Regions from separate parts of the Mus musculus genome. Here region 2 is linked to region 1. A link is a contact called in public Hi-C data. All regions are on one chromosome and are shown on one strand. The core of a region is the stretch at or near the end of the contact, and the rest is flanking DNA. Distances in the headings are between cores, read along the strand shown. Region 1 has its middle 7.8 kb from the start of Gm45922. Region 2 overlaps Gm31686 (a long non-coding RNA gene).

Region 1 (5,248 bases), core at 830-3,329:
AGATACACAAGCACCATAACACACACACATAGACACACACACAGATACACAAGCACCAGAACACACACACTCATACACACATACTCACACACAGGTACACCAGCACCATAAGACACACACACACACATACAGATATACAAGCACACATGTACACAAACACACACAGATATAAAAGCACACACACACACACACACAGATATACAAGCACACACACACACACAGGGGTGGGGTCCAGCCACACAGGTTTAACTGTCCTCACAGTACTTAGCACAGTACTTCACAGTACTTAGCACAGTATAATCACCTAATAAGGACTCATACCCTATTTAGTGAACTGGAATAAGCTAAATTTTTTTCCAACCTAAAAGTGATCTAAAGAATCTCAGCCTTTACAGGGTAACCCCAGAAAACTGTCCACAGAGCAGTTTCAGCTCTAGCATACTCAGTCCCTGCTCTCCAATTAGAGAACTAAGAAGGACAAGGTCACCTTTTGTGCTTGCTTTGGGCAGAGCATAGTCTGGCCATAACATCTTGCTTTTCTTTCTTTCTTTTTTTTTTGGGGGGGGGTGTCACTTCTCTGGTCTCCAGTGTGGAGTACAGCTCCCCCTTCTCATTAACATAGACAAACCACCTCTGTGCCTAGAATTTCTGACTGCTCGGGAGAAAGAGGCAAAAAGATGGTTTCAAAGACTTGGGAGGGAATGGGACCTTTGGGTGCCAGGCCCGGATCTGAAGCTAATCTGAGCACACAACGTCTGATGGATTTCCAACATTTTCATATTTCAGCAGGATCTGCAATGTTGCTGTTAATGTAACTTGGTGGGAGGTTTTGTTTTTTTGTTTTTTGTTTTTTCATTTTTACAAATTTTCTTTGTTTAAAATCTGATCCTCTAGCTCATTTTGCTTCCACTCAGGGACCCCCTTCCCCCTTTCTCCAAAGTGGAAGGCAACAGAGGCCCTGCTCAGTCTGTCCACGGTGGGTCCCAAGAAAATTTGCCTTCTGATTTGCCCCCTCTCCTGGAGCAGCTTTGCTGTAGGACACTGGGTCTGCTGAAGCCATTTCCTGGCTGCCTGACTGTGCCCACATCAGAACAATCAGGTCCGCGTTCATTTCAGAGGTTGAGACCCGGCCCAAGTAGGTCCTGAATCAGCCCAGCCGCTCCGTCCTGGCAGATGTTTTTAAAGTCTTTAAGTTTCACCCTTCACAGAGATAAACTCGGCGTCCATGTGGCCCACAAGGGTAGTTTCCAGCCCTTGGAAAACCATTCTCGATTTGATGGTTGATGTGGCAGAAAACCCACTAATTTTAATATGCAGATTATCAGCGAGCAATTCCTTTTATATTTATGCCTCCTTTTATGGGCCTGATTGAAATAAAACGGTAGCTGGAGTTGCATTAGAGTTCTCTGAATGGGGTCTCCACAGAACTGGGAAGAAAATAAGCTAAGTACTGTCTGAGACAAGCCTCTGAGCCTAACTGCTCCTTCACCCTTCCACAGATACATTTTTGGATGGTTTTGTTGTTGTTGTTTTCGTTTTTGATTCTCTTCCAATTTGCATGTTTACCAAAATCCCAAGGAAAGAAAAATAAAACAATTAAAAATTTTTTGTCTATAATCCATTTAAGTCAAAAATAGAGAAGAGAGAGAGAAATTTGTAGCTTTCAAACACCATTAGTTTGCTAATGATAGCTTTCATCCGACGACAGCCAGCACACAGATAAGATGCTGCAAACATCTCTGGTGAAGGAAGAGGTCCATTTATAGGCCCCACTCTGTCTCTGCAGCTTGCACATGTTTTCAAACATAATTTCATGCCTGCTTTCTGACAGCTCATTAAACAAAGGCCTCTTGGTGGCTATATTGCCCGTCTCCCTGCTGAGACTGCAGCATATTTACGGCTTTCGCAGATTGCCGGCTGCTGGCGCCTTCTCTTGCCCGTGGCCTGCCTGCCAACTGCTTATCAGTCTTCCCCCAAAGGTGACATCGTCGTTGTTTGTTTAGGTAGCGATGGTCCGGGTTTGACCCTTGGAGGCCAGCAGCCGCCTGATTAGGAGGGCGCCTGCACTGGTTAGATAAAGGCAATCACACTCGAGACAGCCCGGGATGCTGTGCCTCGCCAGGCTGCAGGCTCCCATTCAGCAGCACGCAGACAGTTCGTTAGCTCGACAGCTGGCAGCGGGCAGACCTTGTGGGATTTCTGCCTCAGAGAAAGCAAACAAGGCTTCAGAGTGCTGGGAGCTATCAGGGGCTGTGTATGGGACGATCAGAGCGGCCTGATGCGCCTAATCACCTGCCCCCTGACTACCATTAAGCCCACATCACACATCTAAACCCATAACGGGCCCTCTGGATGCAAGGCCTTATACCGACTTCTGATCCCTTCCTCCTTCTCTTGCCAGTAGCATTTTTCCTGAGGTCCTGGGAGGACAGATGAAGACATCTTGGCTACAGCAAGAGGCTGCAGGCTGCAGCCATCTGCCATTTCAGGAGCTGACAAAACTGGTAACAGGTTTCTGCCTCTGCAGTCTCCTGGGGAACTGTCTGTTTCCCACTACATAGAACTGAGTGAGAAAAGTGGTGGTGGGGTAATGACAGGAGAGCAGTGGGGGGAATGGGGCTAGGCGATCCAGTCCTTAGCTGCTAGAAGTGAATAGTGAGGCTCCAGAGACAGGATTTTTGTTAAGGTTTGGGGTGCCCTTGATCTCCCTGGAAGTGCCTCTGGGATGGGGTTAGTACCACAGTGGGGCATAGATTGGGGTGTGCCTGGGTTTGCCTTTGGGAAAGACAAGGGCAATGGCATGGTATTTCTAGCACCTTCGGTGAATAAGGCAGTATATTCAACACCCCTGTATAAAATATCTCACTTAATGGACACCACTCAGAGGCAGGCACCACACATATGATGATAGCAGTGAAGGCTGAGAGGTAGGATTTGGCTGAGTTTCATATGGTCACCAACTGAGTTCAGGTCTGGCATTTTCCAAAGCGCCCCCCCACCCTCCCCACTCCCATCTCCCCACACACACACACAAACTCAGAGACTCCACGATTCTGCAAAATGCACCATTGCACTCAAAGATCAGAATGCATGGCTACATCTCTGGGCATTGCCAGGCCAGTGTGTGTGACCATCAAATGGAAAAGTGGTCAGTCAGTGCTGCTGCGTTCCAGATAGTCTACATGAAGGACCCTCAAGCAAGGGATTGGCAATCCTCAATACCCTCTTCTCGCTTTTCAAAATCACCTTGGGAGATTCTATATAGGGGCACTAGAGGTCCTCATCTCAGACTTTTGGAAGGCATTACCTAATGTGGAATCTTCTGGGAGGAAATTAGTGTCCTCTATCTTTGTACTTCTGTGCTCAGTAGAGTGATCTAGAACATCGAAGGTGTCCAAGCCATGAAGGTTAAGCCAGGAATAAAATTTAAGTAAATATTTTGTTCCTAATATACCCTGAGTGCTGCTTGCTGGCTTACTCCCTGTGACTTACCCATCCTCCTCTGTTATACTACACAGGACACAGGCCTAGGGATGACACCACCCACAATGGGCTCTGCACTCCCTGATCAATCATGACTCAAGAAAATGTTTCCATAGGCTTACTGGCAGGCCAATCTTCTCATTAAAGATCCCCTCTTCCCCAATGACCCCTGTTTGTGTTAACAGAAAACTAACCAGCATACCTTCTTTTAAATGACTTGAGCCAGGCAGTGGTGGCGCATGCCTTTAATCCCAGTACTTGGGAGGCAGAGGCAGGGTGATTTCTGAGTTTAAGGACAGCCTGGTCTACAGAGTGAGTTCCAGGACAGGGATACACAGAGAAGCCCTGTCTCGAAAAACTCAAAAAAAAAAAAAAAAAAAAAGAGTTTTATATGACTTGAACTCCTGTTTCTAAGTAAAGGTTGTAGTCCTGTATGCAGTGCTGTTTCTGAAAAGCAATCTCTGTGGATGTCAGCATTTGTTTAAAATGCTACACATGGAACTCAGGACTTTGTAGCTATCAGGCAAGTGTCTTACCACTGAGGATTTCCACAGCCTGACTTATTCCTTCATGCATGTTGATGTGTTTATAAAAAAGATAAAGAGGAGGGGGTATGTTTTATGGCGGTGTGGTGAGGTATGGGGGAAGGGGGTGCCTCGGTGGGCCCATGCTGAGGCATCCCTTCTCCCTGAGGGACCAGCCACACAACTGTAGGGCATGAAGAAGGGAGTTAAGAGGGTAGAGGCAGAGAGAGAGAGAGAGAGAGAGAGAGAGAGAGAGAGAGAGAGAGAGAGAGGAGGCTGGCCATGAGCACATGGAGAGAGGGGGGAAGGGAGTGGGTGGGGAGGGAAAGCAATAGCATGAGAGAGCAAGAGAGTGAGGAGAGGGCAAGCAGCCCCTTTTATAGTGAGTCAGGCATACCTGGCTGTTGCCAGGTTACTGTGGGATGGAGCTTAGACAGAATGCTAACATATGTAATTTTAAGTGACTATTGACTTGGAAAGCAATAATCATGTGATCCATTTTATGAATTAGGAAAACAAAACCTGGAAAACCTAAGTGCCTTTCCTACAGTGCCATAGCCAGCAAGTAGGCGAGACAAGACACTAAATCATTTGTTTAGATCTTTAAAATTTTTTTTATCTCTATGACTGTTTCATCTAGATAAATGTATGAGTACTACCTGTGTGCCTGCTGTCCAAAACAGTGAAGAAGAGAGCCTAGAATTAGATTTATGGGTGGTTGGGAGCCACCATGTGGATGCTGGCAAGATCAACAAATGTTCCTAACCACCAAACATCTCTGCAGATGCCTCCCCAGAGGCATGGCTATGTTAGCCTCTGTGTGATTCAAAAAACAAAATTTCTTTTTTTGCCACACTGTCTAAAGAACAAATGATATTCAAAATCTGACCAAAAAAAAAAAAACTACAAGAAATTAATGATGATTTGTGTGTGTGTGTGTAGTGACTGCCTTTGAGAGAAAGAATCTGGGGTATTTGTACTTTTGTATTTTCTAAGTTGTACATGCATAATTTTTATAAGAAAAGTCTTCAGTAATCTCCACCATCCATATCTCATACACACACACACACACACACACACACAGAGAGAGAGAGAGAGAGAGAGAGAGAGAGAGAGAGAGACTCTCACTATTTGGTTTAGCTTAATTATCACTAATTCACCAAGAATTGTTCCAGTAAATCATCTGTATGTATATATATTTGAATGTATGGTTCTATCAACAAACAAACAAACAAACAAAA
Region 2 (5,508 bases), core at 985-3,484, 43 kb before region 1:
ATGAATTCCCCTGTGTGCACTCACCAACCTAAATGTTGCCTAGGGAGCCCTTTCAAATGCTACTGGTGGGGACAAAGGCTTTCTGCTAATCTCTTACAAACAGAGAAGTGTTTCTGTCTCATCTGTTTGCTGCATGGTTTTATGTGTGTCGTGCTGGTGAAGGGGTACCGAGACAAGTGGTTATGTGACCCCCCTGAAAGCCATAGCTACAAAAAGGTGCGAACTTGAATAATCACGAAGCTAATGTCATCTGAGAGGGCTTGGTAGAACTGTGGAGAGTTACTCTAAGCCCTGCTGTACCCACAGATGATGCGGCAAGCACAGCCTGGCTCTCTCTGGTCATGAGATGGCAGGTTGCGTGGAGGCAGGAGATGCTAATTGACTGGTGGGCTATTTAGAGTTAGGAGGCTGAGGTGGTGGGCCAGGGACAGAAGGTGAGGGATGCTGCCTAGGTCACAAACTCAATCATTGAAAGGCCCCTGTAATGCAAGCTGGAGCCCACAAGAGCAGCACACAAGGTGGAGGGATTCCCAGAGGTGCTGACGGTTCATCTTCTAGGTTAAACCAGAGGCTTTCCAAAGGCTGCTTGCTGCTAATGAACACTGAGGAGTGTTAGTACATGAATAGAAGAGATACCTTTGCATCAAATTAGCTTGGAAAATGCTTTATTGAACAGAGTCAGTCAGATTTCTTTGGTACCCAGGAGCCTTTAATCGGCTACAATGGTAAGGACTTAAGAAGAGGAGCCCTCACGCCGGGCTTCCCAAGCTTCTTTAATGTAGCATTCTCAAACTTTCCAGTTCTGAACCTTTTTTTTTTAAAGATTATCTCAGAATATCTCAGAATGAGTCTTCAGAGTAACACTTTTTGAAAGACAACACCCTATTGCATCCTAATTTACTTAGTATTAAATTCTATTTATCAGGTTTCAGCGTAAGATTTCAGAGGACAGGGCTGTCACACAAGCAAAGGATTCAACACATGGACTGGACGTGTGTGGCACCGCCCAAGCAAACCTGGAAGGGGCTGGAAGGATGCCCCCCACCCTTTCTCCTCATTTGTTTGATGCTGATGGTTCACACGCTTGAACATTATCTTAAAGGATGTAGAATGTAGATGCCCCATTTTCAGATTCTTGTTCTGTCATGGGTCTATGCTGAGTCTCTGAAGGCGGCACATGGGTCTCAGCTACGGTGGCCATCAGAGGTGGTGAGTGGGTCGGAGTTCGGGATGACGACTTGGACCTACTTGGACTGTCCGACTAACTATACCTTCTGCTGCGAAGACAAGAAGAACAAACACAGTTCCCAGTTTCTACAGCAAAGACAGTGCCAATTGATATTACACAGTAAAATGCAACGAGATTAAATCAATAACATCTGCAATAAGGCATAATGAAGGTAAAATTATATCTCTGGCTTCCTCAACAGCTGTGAATCTATTTTTAATGATCCTCATTTTTGGCAGTCAGCTAACAACTTCTAAAACGTCCTAGAAATCGGATTGTTAAGCAGATGAGCGCTGCAGTGGCTCAGAGTGTCATTAATCAGCTGCGGATCCATCTGCACAGGCGAGCTGGAAACACGGGGAACTCACCCACTACTCCCAGCGCTGAGCACCCCACTCTCAGACTGTGGGCAACCTTGCAAATGCTGAGAACAGCAAGGCAGGGACACTGGGGGTGGAGGTTGGGGGACGGGCGCTTTCTGGGAGGGGCTTGGGCTGTTGAACCAAAGGAAGAGACACTTCCAGTGGAAATGGAGTTGGTTTCACGTCTCTCTTGCAGGGTTTCTTTACCCAGGGGCCAACAGGAGCAGGGCTCCAACCAATCTTTCCTTTCAAACGTCAGGGCAATTTCCATGGGCTGGCAGATCCTCCACCATGTGCATCAAGTTATGGAAATATGACTGTCCTTGCTCTTTGTAACTGCCTCCACCTCTGCTTCTGAGGCTGCTTCCTAGTACCCGTGCTGGGGAGCGGGGAAGGGCGATCTCTTTGAGTGACCATTTTGTGCTATAGGAGACAGGCCTATATAGGAGACTGGCGGTAGGTAGCTCATCCTGTCCCCTCAGGTCCCTAGTCAGAAGATTCCACAGAGGATAGGAACTCACCTCTCAGTTTCCCCCATCATTGAGTGAGGGCCGGTGCCAGGGAAGAGAAGTACAGCCCTGTGCGTGGGGAAGGGAGTTTGGGTTCCTACGCAGTGAGGAGATGCCTGAGCGGAAGGTCTTGGCATGGCTGCCTAGACCAGCTTGGCAGAAGGGGCTGACCCCACAGGGAGCCTGCTTTCAGCTGCTGCACCTGCTGGCCACTGTTTTCATCTTTAAACCAGGGATTGGGCTGTAACATGGGTTTAGACTGGAGAGAACAGCGGCTGCGGGAGTTGGCTCATGACAAAGGATAAGGCAACTCAAGTGGACAGCTCTACTCAGCAAGAACACAGCTTGCAGTTTTCTGACTGTAGGAGTAGAAATGCTGTCAGTTGGTCAGGAGAGGAGGAGGTGGGGAGGGAGTTCTGTTAGGGTGGGACGGTATAATAAAACATGGGTCATGCAGAGTGTGGTAGCATCGACAGTGATGCCACTCAGGTGGCAGAGGCAGGTGAATCGTGAGTTCAAAGTCAACTTGAACTATGTGGGGATGCTACGTCTCAAAAAGTATATATAACTAAAAAATAAAAACAAATGGCTAAAAGCTAAAATGACACTGAATGCTCTTGGAAACTAAGACATCCAGTGATATGGGGAGGCGGGGGTAGGGGGAGGATGGGGGGAATGGGGTTTCCGTGAAGTGGACAAAAGATGGTCAGAAGCAGAAGGTGTGGAAGCCTAGGGAAAATGGGAAAGTTGATTCCATCAGGCTGATGGGGGCCTGGACACTAAATGAACTTCAGAGTCCCAGGGCTTGGCATTTAATAAGAAGGACCCCCGGGCAGCCTAGTCTCTGCACGATGGACCAGGGTGTGACTGACAGGCCAGGAGAGTGGTGAGCCTCGGGCAGGTAACTGACAGGCTTTACCTGGCTTCTTTTCCCCTCGTGGGTCTCAGTACCAGGATCCCCACATAAGTCAAAGGATGGCATGACTTATCCAGCATGGCTAGTTACAGGCATACTGGCCTCATAGCTCAGCTGGGGATGAAGGGATAGCTTTTACTGCCCTGGGACCTAACCCTCTGTCAGTGTTTAACTGCTCCCTGATGCTCATTGCCAAGGATGTTATACAGAGTTGCCAAGGCTTCCACCTCCGGTCAATTGGCTCCTTGGTTTGAAAGGGCTCTGAGGCTAGACCCAGGTTCATGGGCACCTTGTCCCAGCAAGAACTCACCTTCCAGTGTTTGTATGATCACATCTTGCTCATTACTCCCCTCCTGGTCACTCCCTCCCACAATCCTTTGCCCACCTCCTCTCCTCTGAGCGGCTGGGAGACCCCTGGGTATCCCTCTACCCTGGCACATCAAGTCTCTGTGAGGCTTGGCACTTCCTCTCCCTCTGAGGCCAGACAGGGCAGCCCAGCTAAAAGAACATATCTCAGGGATAGGCAATAGTCTTTGGGATAGTCTTGGGGGGGGGGGTTAACAAGCACTGCTTATGGGAGCTTGGGGTGGAGGCCAGAGGATAACCTTGGGTATTTTCCTCAGCCACAGTCTGCCTTTCTTTAGAGACGGGGTTTCTGGCTGGACCTGGGCTCTTCTTAGGCTAGGCTGGCTGGTCGCTGAGCCCCAGGGACCCCTCTCAGTGCTTAAGCAGTGCATGCTAACACACCTGGCTTTTTACTTGGGTTCTGGGGGCCAAATCTGAAGCCTCATGTTTGTATGACAATTACTTTCTGGACTGAACTGTCTCCCCAACCCTGAATGGATGGGGTCTTCACATGTACTCTCCAAATGGTCTCCATACAGTCTGACGGTTGTGATGTGCTTCCTGCCTTCACTATCATTTAAAATGCACCAACCGTGGAGGTCTGGAAGGAGCCACGGTTGCCAGCACCTGTGAAGCTGGCCTTGGCAGAGTCACCGGGCACTGGTTGAAGCTCTGATACGGTGCAATCCTCGCTTGATGGCTAGTTCTTGCCATTTAACATGCTATTATAGATGTAAATATATTACGATCTTGTAAATTTCATTTAAAAATAATTTGGTAGCTGCATTTTACTGTAATTAATCCCCTTTGTAATTTTTTGGCTGATATTTCATATATTAAAAATGTGATTCAGACAGAAGTTCTTGGGTAGAGTGTGGTCTCCAGAGAGGAGCCTTTGCCTCAGAGTCTGCTAAACATCTAAAGTTGTCTTTCTAAAAATGTATATTTCTGTTTTTTTCTATTTTTTTATTTAAAAAGTCTTTAAAAACATACTGCATTTTGACCATGTTTCCCTTTCCTCAACTCTCCTCAGAGCCTCCTCACTTGTCTTCTCCACCCGACTTTATGTTCATCTTCTCTCTCTTTAATATACACCACACACATACACACACCACACACATACACACACCACAACATAACACAAAACACACCACACACATACACACACCACACACATAACACACACACACACCACACACATACACACACCACAACATAACACAAAAACACACCACACACATACACACACCACACACATAACACACACACACACACCACACATACACACCACAAACACCACAACATAACACACAAACACACCACACACATACACACACCACACACATACACACCACACACACACCACACACATACACACACCACAACATAACACACATGCACACACCACACATCACACACACACCCACATATCACATACAAACACTTACAAATCAAAGCAAACAAACAAAAATCCTAATAAGACAAAAGAAAGACAACACACACACCCCACACCCGTATACACACACACACACACACACACACACACACACACACACACACACACACACAAATACCTTGGAGTCTGTTTTGTGTTATCTAGTTGCTCGTGGGTAAGAGGCCTGCCTCAGAGTGTGGCTGTTTACCCAGTGATAGTTCATTGGCGGAAACTTATTTTCCACTCCTAACCAAGGAGCTACTCGCCATTGATGCTTGCTGGCAAAGGAGAAAAATCTATTTCATATTTTTATGTTGAAACAAAACTCATAAAAATCTATAGCATTGAACAATCTGCAGGTTTGAGCAGGTGGTGTTCCTGTGGTCATCACTTCCTAAGACTTTATCACCCCAAAGGAACTTTCTCTGTTCGTAATCACAACCATCCCTCCTTCCCTGGACCTGGCCCCTGGGATCTGCGTTTAGCTTTAGGATGTTGCCAATCACAACATTGCTTATGAATGGAAGGGTGCAATCCGTGGCCTCTGATGCCTGTCCTCTCTCACTCAATGACTTTAAGGCCACCCTCTGAGATCATGGGACAGTGCTTTCTTACTTTTCCTGGCTAAGTACTATTTCACACAGCAAACATATCACACATGGCTTACCCTGTGTCCATGTGATCAAGTGTCATCTCTGTCTTGGCTCCTACAT

What was found. Hi-C and Micro-C count contacts between places; a contact is called where the count stands out from the background.
Region 2: a Hi-C map of cerebellum shows a contact between it and region 1, with 2.4 times the contacts expected there. The contact joins two enhancer-like sites. A contact is called at or near these places in 1 of 15 datasets of contacts at CTCF or cohesin (the NIH/3T3 cell line), 10 of 484 Hi-C or Micro-C datasets (the G1E-ER4 cell line, cerebellar granule neurons, cerebellum and 4 more), 3 of 115 datasets of contacts at active chromatin or transcription factors (a beta-TC-6 cell line, bone marrow-derived dendritic cells and embryonic stem cells) and 3 of 9 other capture datasets (embryonic tail, embryonic trunk and liver).

The regions. Positions count from the first base shown.
Region 1 is chr6:50,887,787-50,893,034 of GRCm38.p6, reverse strand. No RefSeq gene overlaps it. Among named protein-coding and RNA genes, the nearest start is that of Gm45922, 7.8 kb to the right of the region's middle. Within about 2 kb of position 2,079, at least 104 of the 459 cell types and tissues checked have an H3K27ac peak or open chromatin away from gene starts, as enhancers often do. A contact at or near this core is called in cerebellum, where this site is marked.
Region 2 is chr6:50,930,492-50,935,999 of GRCm38.p6, reverse strand. It overlaps Gm31686 (a long non-coding RNA gene), which reads left to right. Exons shown (of 4, transcript XR_377658.3): 4 at 926-2,599. Among named protein-coding and RNA genes, the nearest start is that of Gm31686, 11 kb to the left of the region's middle. Within about 2 kb of position 2,234, at least 17 of the 459 cell types and tissues checked have an H3K27ac peak or open chromatin away from gene starts, as enhancers often do. A contact at or near this core is called in cerebellum, where this site is marked.